Linked DNA regions of Mus musculus: all the other regions are linked to region 3. The links are chromatin contacts, called in public ChIA-PET and HiChIP or PLAC-seq maps. All regions are on one chromosome and are shown on one strand. The core of a region is the stretch at or near the end of the contact, and the rest is flanking DNA. Distances in the headings are between cores, read along the strand shown. Region 1 overlaps Susd1 (sushi domain containing 1). Region 2 has its middle 14 kb from the start of Gm35578. Region 3 holds the start of Ptbp3 (polypyrimidine tract binding protein 3).

Region 1 (2,700 bases), core at 12-2,511, 230 kb before region 3:
CAACTATGGTTACACAGAGAAACCTTGTCTCAAAACAAAACAAACAAACAAAAGCAGAGAGAGAGAGAGAGAGAGAGAGAGAGAGAGAGAGAGAGAGAGAGAGAGAGAAACACCGAGGAACAGAGACAGAGACAAGGAGGGAATATAGCGTTGGAGATAAAGGGGTTAAAGAGATTCTGGTACTTTTATGCTCTGAACACTTCTCCAGTTTTGGTTATCAGTATTTTCCTCACCTATTTCCTCCACACTTTAGTCTTTGATGAATGAAAATGCTGAACTGAAGGACCGTGGACTGGAGTCCATGCTGTGTGAGCTGTGGATTTGCTCATCAGGAGTTACTCCTTAGCTAGCTGATGTCGGTTTTGCATTGTTCTCCAGCCCATTCCTAGGCCTATCTACCGCCCTCATATCGCACACTCTGTCCACAGCGGTACTGTTAACTGTTAGCAGAAGTCAAAATACACTGCTTTCTGTCCTACTTCCTTGGCCAATGAGTGAGTCTGTGAGAGGAGAAAAGGGGAGACACCCGGGGCCCCTCATGCTCCACACTGACTCATTAGAGATGCTGTCACTGTTGCTATGCATGAGAGCCAAGCCATCACTTGGGCTGGCCCTGACTTCAAGCTACCTTCAGAATGGTGGCGCCCTCTTTGTACAAAGTCCTTGTTTACTGCTCAGCCCTAGCCTTCTCTTCCAGGTCTCACAAAGGTCGCTGGCAGTTGTTTATCTGGCTTAGTTGGAAATTGTGTGACTCCGCTGAACTTTAAACAGGTGGGAAGATACTGACACTCCTCACACTGCAGCAAGACAGAAGCAAATAGGAGCTGAGGACGCCAACTTTCCCCTGACCCATCCACTAGCAGCACCCACCTCCTCAGTGAGACATGCTATCCCTTGCGCTAGACATTACTATTGAAAGTCAGTGTTAAAAAGTAACCTTTAGGCTGATGAGACGGAGGAGCACAGGCTGCTCTTCTCCACTAGTGGAATTCAGTTCCCAGAACCCCTGCTAACCAGCAGCTCAGGACCACCTGTAATGACAGCTCCAGAGGACCTGACACTCCATTCTGGCCTCTGAAGGCACTGCTCCTATATGGCATACACTCACACAGACACCGTCACATACACAGATATAAAAGAAATAAGAAAGTGCCCTTTATTTTGCATAGCATCCTTGGATTTTGGCTCCCAGCACGGGTTTCCAGTCCTTGGCTACAGGTCTTTCTCGGTTTGCTAATCATACAACCTCAAAGTCTACAGCAGCGCTCATGGGTGTGGCTGTACAGTTTCATCCTCTGCGAATGCCTAATAAAATTTACAAGTGGCCACTCTGAATGATAGGCTTTTTATGGTCTTGCCATTCTCGGGCTCCCCTCCCTTCCAGTCTCATGCTGTGGGGCCTTTTATTTTCCCTCTGAATCATCTGCAGAATATTCTCTTAGAAACTCATGTGCTGTTAGTCATTCTTAGAGAAAGTAAATACACTTGAACTATAGCCCTCCTCTCTGCAGAGACTCTGCTTGGGAGCAAACGCAGCTTCTCTTTAATCTTTTACTGATAGAAAGACCACAGGTGTTGAAGAGGAAGTTAGACCCTGTGACAATCTTGACGACTTCCTCTGGGTGTGGGCATTATGTACACAGGTATGGTCATTTCCTGAAAGCAACTGTTGCCATCCAATGGTAGAAATAAATTAATGCCATGATTCAGTCTGGCTTGGGACACATCCAGAGAGCAGTTGGTACATTCATTTGAACACAGAAGAATAAGTAATGATTTAGTGTGTTCTTTTTTTTTCTGTTATTCTTTTTTTTAAAATATTTATTTATTTTATGTATACGAATACACTGTAGTTGTCTTCAGACACGCCAGACGAAGGCGTCAGATCACATTGCAGATGGTTGTGAGCCACCATGTGGTTGCTGGGATTTGAACTCAGGACCTTCGGAAGAGCAGTCAGTGCTCTTAACCACTGAGCCATCTCTCCAGACCTTTCTGTGTTATTCTTATCTGACTTCTCCACCATGGGCAACACAGAAAAGCGGGGCAAAGGAGGCGATAGATGCAGAGGTAATGTTTGATAAATGCTGAATTCATTTTATTGTAATCTCACACACTGCTCAGCTACAAGCCCACCCATTAGCTCAGTCCTGTGGTTCCCGGTTTAGGCACACTGTGACGGGTTCTCTGCTCAGCACCATCACCGTGTGTTAGTGGCTCACCCTCCCATCTGAAGGCTCTGGGGAAGAAGGCTTCAGAGTTTGTCCCCACTGTCAGCTTAATTCAGTCCCTTGAAGTCGCAGAACTTGGTCCACATTTCCTTATGGTCTATCAGCGAGGTCTGTCTCTGAGCTCCTGCCGACCACCTGCATTCCTTGCTATGTGGCTTTTCAAAGCTAGCAGAATATTTCCAGTGTCAAATATGGCCCACCCCTAGGATCTTCAAGACTTAAGTTCTGACCTGTAGACCCAAGTTTAAGGGTTTGTGTGACAGGTCAGGCTTATTGGAAGAATCTCCTTGCTGAAGGCTGCATCCTCAGAGTGCATTCTCCACAGCGTCACTTAGAACAGTCTTTGACTGACTAACCAGATAAAGGTGAATGCGGGGGAGTGGGGAGGAGAGGGAGAGGGAGAGAGTGACAGAGACAGAGAGACAGAGAGAGACAGAGAGATTCCCAATATCCCTAGGGAAACCTTTAG
Region 2 (2,700 bases), core at 34-2,533, 250 kb before region 3:
TGGGTTTTTTGGTGGTCAGAAATTCTGACAAACAGATTCTCCTTCTAGATGACCTTCTACCTAAACTACGCAAAGCTTGATTCATCTTCCCCCACCATTTGTTAAGGTGTTTATGAGTGATTTAGGCGGACGACCTGATTATTAGTGACTGCCTTAGGAGCTACCAGCAAGAGACCCGGGTGGATCAGAAACTCACATGTAGCAGCTTTCCAACCACAATGATTAAAACCAGAAACCCAGTAGATAAATGAAACATTGCCTCTTTACCTCTCCATGGAGGTGCCCCACTGTGGCTGCTCTGAATGTCCGACTCCCTCCTTGAAGATTGCTCTCCTAGTCTGGAGTACCCCCTGCCTTTCTTTTTCGCTGTTCTATGAGTGAAATCTTCTGAACTATCCTCCCTAAGTTGTATCTTTTTGGAAAATAGATACAAGCAATTTGCCACATGCTCTTAGTTTGTAGAAGAAATGTCTAACCAGCCACATTTTAATGGAATACATTTTATGTCCATATATGTTCTCGCCATATACAGAGAAACAGAGACAGGTTTTTTGAGGCTATAATGCTGGTGCCCATTTGTGGCTCATAGAGAAGTTCTGAAGGCAATTAATTACTAAAAAGGGGATCTCTCAAGATCTTTTGCAGTAGTGCTTAGTCTTTCCAAGTGACTACTTAAACGACAAATACAACTTAAGTGGATATCTAGCGTGCCTGAAGACAATGTTTCATTAGTCATAATGCCCCACTTCCTTTCTGTCCTCTTGCTGACCATTGAGCCCAGGTTCCTCCTTACCCAGGCCAGGCAAGCATTCCACCACTGAACTTGGGCCTGGCCACATGTTCTGTCTTTAAATGTTCTTTTGAAAGGTTTGATAAGCAACTGTCTCCTCCCCTTTCCTACCTCCCAGCACTGAGGCAATCCAATGAATCACCATATTGCTTCTGCATTCCTAATATCTCCCCTATTTCCTCTCTTGGCCCTCGATTTCAGTCTTTAACACCCCCTTTCTTTGTGCTTTTGTTCATACTCTTATGTGAACCCACACATTAATACACACTGCCTCTGGTTTCCCTTAGAGTCTCAGACAGGCTAACCTCTACCAGTCCCTCAGTGTCAGCTCCGACCCTGCCTACGGTGGTCTCCAGCTGTGAATCTCTCCATCATACTTTGTGTTATTCTACCCCACCCACAGGGTAATAATCCCATCCCTGGAGAGGGAGGATGAGATGCAGATTGACTAATGTAAAATAAAGATTAGACTGATTTCCCAGTCACAAGGAGTCATAATGAAAGTAAATGACATCATCGGTTTGTTTTGATCAGTTACAGGGCCAATTTGCTAAGGATGAGTGTAAAATTAACAAACAAAACAAACCCCAAACAGCTGACTTTTAAACTTTCAGTCTAACTGGGAACTGTCCTGGGAGACAGCACGGTAGTACATGTGTGTGGTCAGGAGGCCATAGCAGGACGGTTGTGAGTCTGAGGCTAGCTTGGGCTACGTGGCAAATTCCAGGGCAAGCTGAGCTTAGTAGTGACATGGAAGCCCCTGGTGCCACCAGTGAATGAGAGACACACATCTGGTCTTCATTAGGGTGTAAGAAAAGGAGCACCAAAGGGAGGTAGGTGGTCAACTGTCTGCCATCAATTCCAAACAAGAACGTCAGGCTAGGCATGCATGCCTTTAATCCCAGCACTCAGGAGGCAAAGGCAAGCAGATCTCTGTAAGTTTCAGCCAGCCTGGTCTACAAAGAGATTTGCAGGACAGCCAGGGCTACACAGAGAAACCCTGTCTCAAAAAAAAAAAAAAGAAAGAAAGAAAGAAAGGAAGGAAGGAAGGAAGGAAGGAAGGAAGGAAGGAGAGAAGGAAGGAAGGAAGGAAGGAAGAAAGAAAGAAAGAAAGAAAGAAAGAAAGAAAGAAAGAAAGAAAGAAAGAAAGAAAGAGAGAAAGAAAGAGACAGGAAAAGAAAGAGAGAGAGAGAGAGAGAAAGAAAGAAAGAAAGAAAGAAAGAAAGAAAGAAAGAAAGAAAGAAAGAAAGAGAGAAAGAGAGAAAGAAAAAGGAGAGTATGAAGACATAAAAGAAAAGAACCAGGTATCTGGTAGCAGAAAGGGTGGAGAAACCCCTGTGTGACTCAGGGTAAAAAACCAGCAGCTGTTCTTTGTGGCACCTTGTTTAGGGGCTCATCTCTCACCTCTATTCTATACCCTCCCAACCCCCGTTCTCACAGTTGTCACATCACTTTGCTTTCATTGATACAAGAAAGAGACAGATGAAGCCAAAGCTCCAGGTCACAATGTTTTCTGTCCTCTAGCAAAACTCAGAGATGGGACTTCTGTCAAACTAAAGTTTTTACACACAAACCAACAAAATGATAAGGACAATCCAGGGATGGGAGGAAATAGTCAAAAACCATAAGCCCAATAGAGTTTACTATTCAAAGTCTGTATAAGGAACTCAACAACAGGGGATCTGGTTGTTCTTCAGACACACACACAAACACAGACAGTCAGACAGACAGATACAGAGACAGTCAAACAGACAGACAGACACCCAAAACCCTCAGATGTAGAGAAAGGAGAAGCCTTGGCCAGGTATGGTAACCCTTGCTTGCATTCCTGGCACTTTGGAGGCCATGGCAGCAGGATTCTAATGAACTCTATGCCATCATAGGCTAGGGCAAGAACCTGTCTACAAAAG
Region 3 (2,825 bases), core at 154-2,653:
ACAACCATAAATCAAAATCTAAAATTGCACTTTGATATCTGCAGCAGTGTGCAATCTGCATTCAAATGAGATAAACCATATATCACAATATTGTGAAATTAAGATAAACGAAACCTAACGAGGGCAAAAATTGTAAAATTCTAGTGTCCTCACTTAAACACGTATGATCAACTACGCGGCAAGTTACTAAATGTATTTTACTTTTCAAACAAGTTATATGCTCCACCATTCCGCAGTTTATAGAATCCTTGTCAACAAAAGTCGGCGGGGGAGGGGGTTAAGGAACAACTCAAACGGCAAAGGTTTAAATAAATAAAAGGTGGAATTTCTAATTGACTTGGAGTTGTTGGTGGTTTTTTTTAATCTTGACTATATGACCCTCAATTCACGCTTTTTATTAAAATACATCAGGTCCTGCCCCATGTTCCAGAGTTCCCAGAGAAATTACGAGCTCGGAAAAGGTGACTGTAAATCTTTTTTTTTTTTTCTTTTTTCTTTTTTTTTTCCCCCTTTTAGTCACAGACCCCATTTAAACCGAGCAGTTGAAAGCGCCCGGAAATCTACACTTACACAATATCTGACATCGCCCGAGGCGAATTCACGAAGTTTCTTGGGGGTGGGGAACGAAGAGGAAGCGTCCCTGGTGATAAAGTGCAGACGCTCGGTATTTAGAAGTGGTTAACGTATCTCACAGCCCAAATCGGGAGACCCCGCCGGTTCCGAGACCCGCACGGGCCCGCAGTTCGAGACCCGGTCGCCGCCCAGACGGCTGTCGCCGCTCGCCCGGGCCCGCCGCCGGGGGAAAGCTCCGCCGCGCGCCCCACCCCACCGGTAAACAGCAACTCCCCGAGCGCCGCGGCCGCCTCAGCCTCCGCCCCCGCCAGCGCCGCGCACCATTTTCTGAGAGGAAGTGTGGGGAGTCCGGCCCGGCACCCCGGCCCTGGCTCGTCTCTGCTTCCCGAAGGCGCCCCGAGGCTGCGAGGGGCGGACGTGACGGGGGCGCCGCGCGCAGGAAGCGGAGACCGCGGCGGACAGACCCCCGCGCTCCCAAGGTCCCTGCCGTCGGGCTTAGCCCCGGGCCGCTCCTCCGCTAGCCGGCGTCGCGCCCTGCTCCCCGGCCTCGGCGGGACGCGTCGCCGAGAGGAAACGAGGCCAGCGCAGCCCCGGAACGGCCACCCGGCACTTACCCATCCATGGCCCAGATGGAGGAGCGCGTTGTGCGGGGATTGACGGGCTCACCGCGGGCGGAGAAAGCGGGCGGCGGCTCCGGGAAACCAGCGAGCGGAGCCGCTCCGCAGCTCCGGCCGGTCAGAGGTGGAAGGAAGAGTGGGAAACAGGGGCGGGGACCGGGCACGCTCTCGCCAGCGCCGCGCCCCCGCCCTCCCGGCCCGCGAGCGCGTTCCCGCCTCGCCTGGCCCCGCCCCCTCGGCGTCGACGCCCTCCCGGGGCTCGGCTGGACTCCAGGGCGCCCTCTTCCCGCCTTCGCCTCTTTGCCCCGCCCCGACACCACCACCCCCGCCCATGCCTCCGCGCGCGTGCGCGCCCCCCGCCCAGCGTCGCGCCTGCGTTCGCGGGAACGCGCGCCTTGTGCTTCCCGCTTCGCGACTCGCCCTCCTACAAGCCCGCGGGCCTTCCGGCTCCCGGGACTCAGGCTTAGGGCCCTGAACGGTGCTGGCTAGAAAAGCCTGGGGACCCCAGGGAACTTTTGAAGCAGAGCAGAGTTACTACTGGCGGGCGACACTGCTGGCAGCACGGCAGGGGACCCGCGCGACGTCCACGGGGCAGGGGTGGACAGTGGTCTTTCCGGACCTGAGAGCAGCGACGGTAGCCTGTCCGCCAGACCCTGACCTCCGAGACCTGCACTGGACGGATAGGTGTGGTTGGGAAAGAAATGAAGTAGATGAGACTGCCCAGGACTGAAGTCCATCTTCACTTTCACACGGTTTTAATCTGAGTGCTTTTCTACCCAACAATCAAATACTAAAAGAAACTTTCATTGCATAGCTATTTAATGGCCATTACAATGCCAGTATTTTATAAGTTTATTTATTCATCCTTCCGCGGGGCGGGGCTGGGGGAGCCTGATTGGAAAGGATTAATGTTTTCCCAGGTACGCGAGAGATCTCCGAAATTTCACAGCCAGAAAATGTTTTGTTTGCACCAAAACCCTTTCCTCTAGTATGAGCAAAACCAAGTTACACGTAAAACGTAAAACAGCTATTTAGTACATATAATGTGTATAACTAGTGAGAACACACGTTCCCCCTCTTTCAAAGCACATCTACTTCTGAACGAACGGAATGCTTTTTCAATTCACAGATCATTGAAATTTGAGCCATTTAAGCCATGTCTTCAAAGTCTGCCCACACCATTTCAAAGGAAGTAACAACTTCAATCTCTTTCCTGATTACCTACTTTAAAATAAGTAGACACTTCTTTAAAAAAAAAAAAAAAAAAAAGTATAACCAGCTTGCAATTCAGGAAGGTCATTTTTAAAGAAATTTCAGTTCCCCTTTTCAAGAAGATGTCAAAAAACATTTTGTATGTTAAATCTAAACATTAAGTTTAGAAACATTTCCACCCTACATTGCCACATGGGATTTTAAAATAGCAACTTGGTATATAGGCACATAACTGTGCCTATAATTCCTACCTGAGTTTAAGGCTACCTTGAGCTACATAGTATGTTTCAGGCCATCCTAGGTCACAGAAAAATAAAGTAATAATAAAATGTCAGAGAAAAGCAGCGGACCAGGTGGTGATAGCACATGACTTTAATCCCAGCACTCACTCAGGAGAAGAAGGGAGAGGAGAGAAGAGGAAGG

Evidence for each region. ChIA-PET counts read pairs in DNA pulled down with a chosen protein or histone mark. HiChIP or PLAC-seq counts read pairs in DNA pulled down with a chosen protein or histone mark.
Region 1: a FOXA1 HiChIP or PLAC-seq map of pancreatic cancer cells shows a contact between it and region 3. The contact joins the enhancer-like site here to the promoter of Ptbp3 in region 3. A contact is called at or near these places in 4 of 39 promoter capture datasets (the C10 cell line, cranial neural crest, liver and 1 more), 2 of 484 Hi-C or Micro-C datasets (both in liver), 2 of 115 datasets of contacts at active chromatin or transcription factors (embryonic stem cells and pancreatic cancer cells) and 2 of 9 other capture datasets (adipose tissue and liver).
Region 2: a contact with region 3 is called in an RNA polymerase II ChIA-PET map of memory CD8 T cells, with 27 read pairs. The contact joins the enhancer-like site here to the promoter of Ptbp3 in region 3. A contact is called at or near these places in 4 of 39 promoter capture datasets (the C10 cell line, hematopoietic stem and progenitor cells, liver and 1 more), 4 of 115 datasets of contacts at active chromatin or transcription factors (effector CD8 T cells, extraembryonic endoderm stem cells, memory CD8 T cells and 1 more) and 1 of 9 other capture datasets (liver).

Annotation. Positions count from the first base shown.
Region 1 is chr4:59,318,195-59,320,894 of GRCm38.p6, forward strand. All of the region lies in intron 15 of Susd1 (sushi domain containing 1), which reads right to left. Among named protein-coding and RNA genes, the nearest start is that of Gm35578, 38 kb to the left of the region's middle. Within about 2 kb of position 1,262, at least 100 of the 459 cell types and tissues checked have an H3K27ac peak or open chromatin away from gene starts, as enhancers often do. A contact at or near this core is called in liver and pancreatic cancer cells, where this site is marked.
Region 2 is chr4:59,294,013-59,296,712 of GRCm38.p6, forward strand. No RefSeq gene overlaps it. Among named protein-coding and RNA genes, the nearest start is that of Gm35578, 14 kb to the left of the region's middle. Within about 2 kb of position 1,284, at least 21 of the 459 cell types and tissues checked have an H3K27ac peak or open chromatin away from gene starts, as enhancers often do. A contact at or near this core is called in memory CD8 T cells, where this site is marked.
Region 3 is chr4:59,547,961-59,550,785 of GRCm38.p6, forward strand. Ptbp3 (polypyrimidine tract binding protein 3) reads right to left here and starts at 1,404. Exons shown (of 14, transcript NM_178164.3): 1 at 1,188-1,404.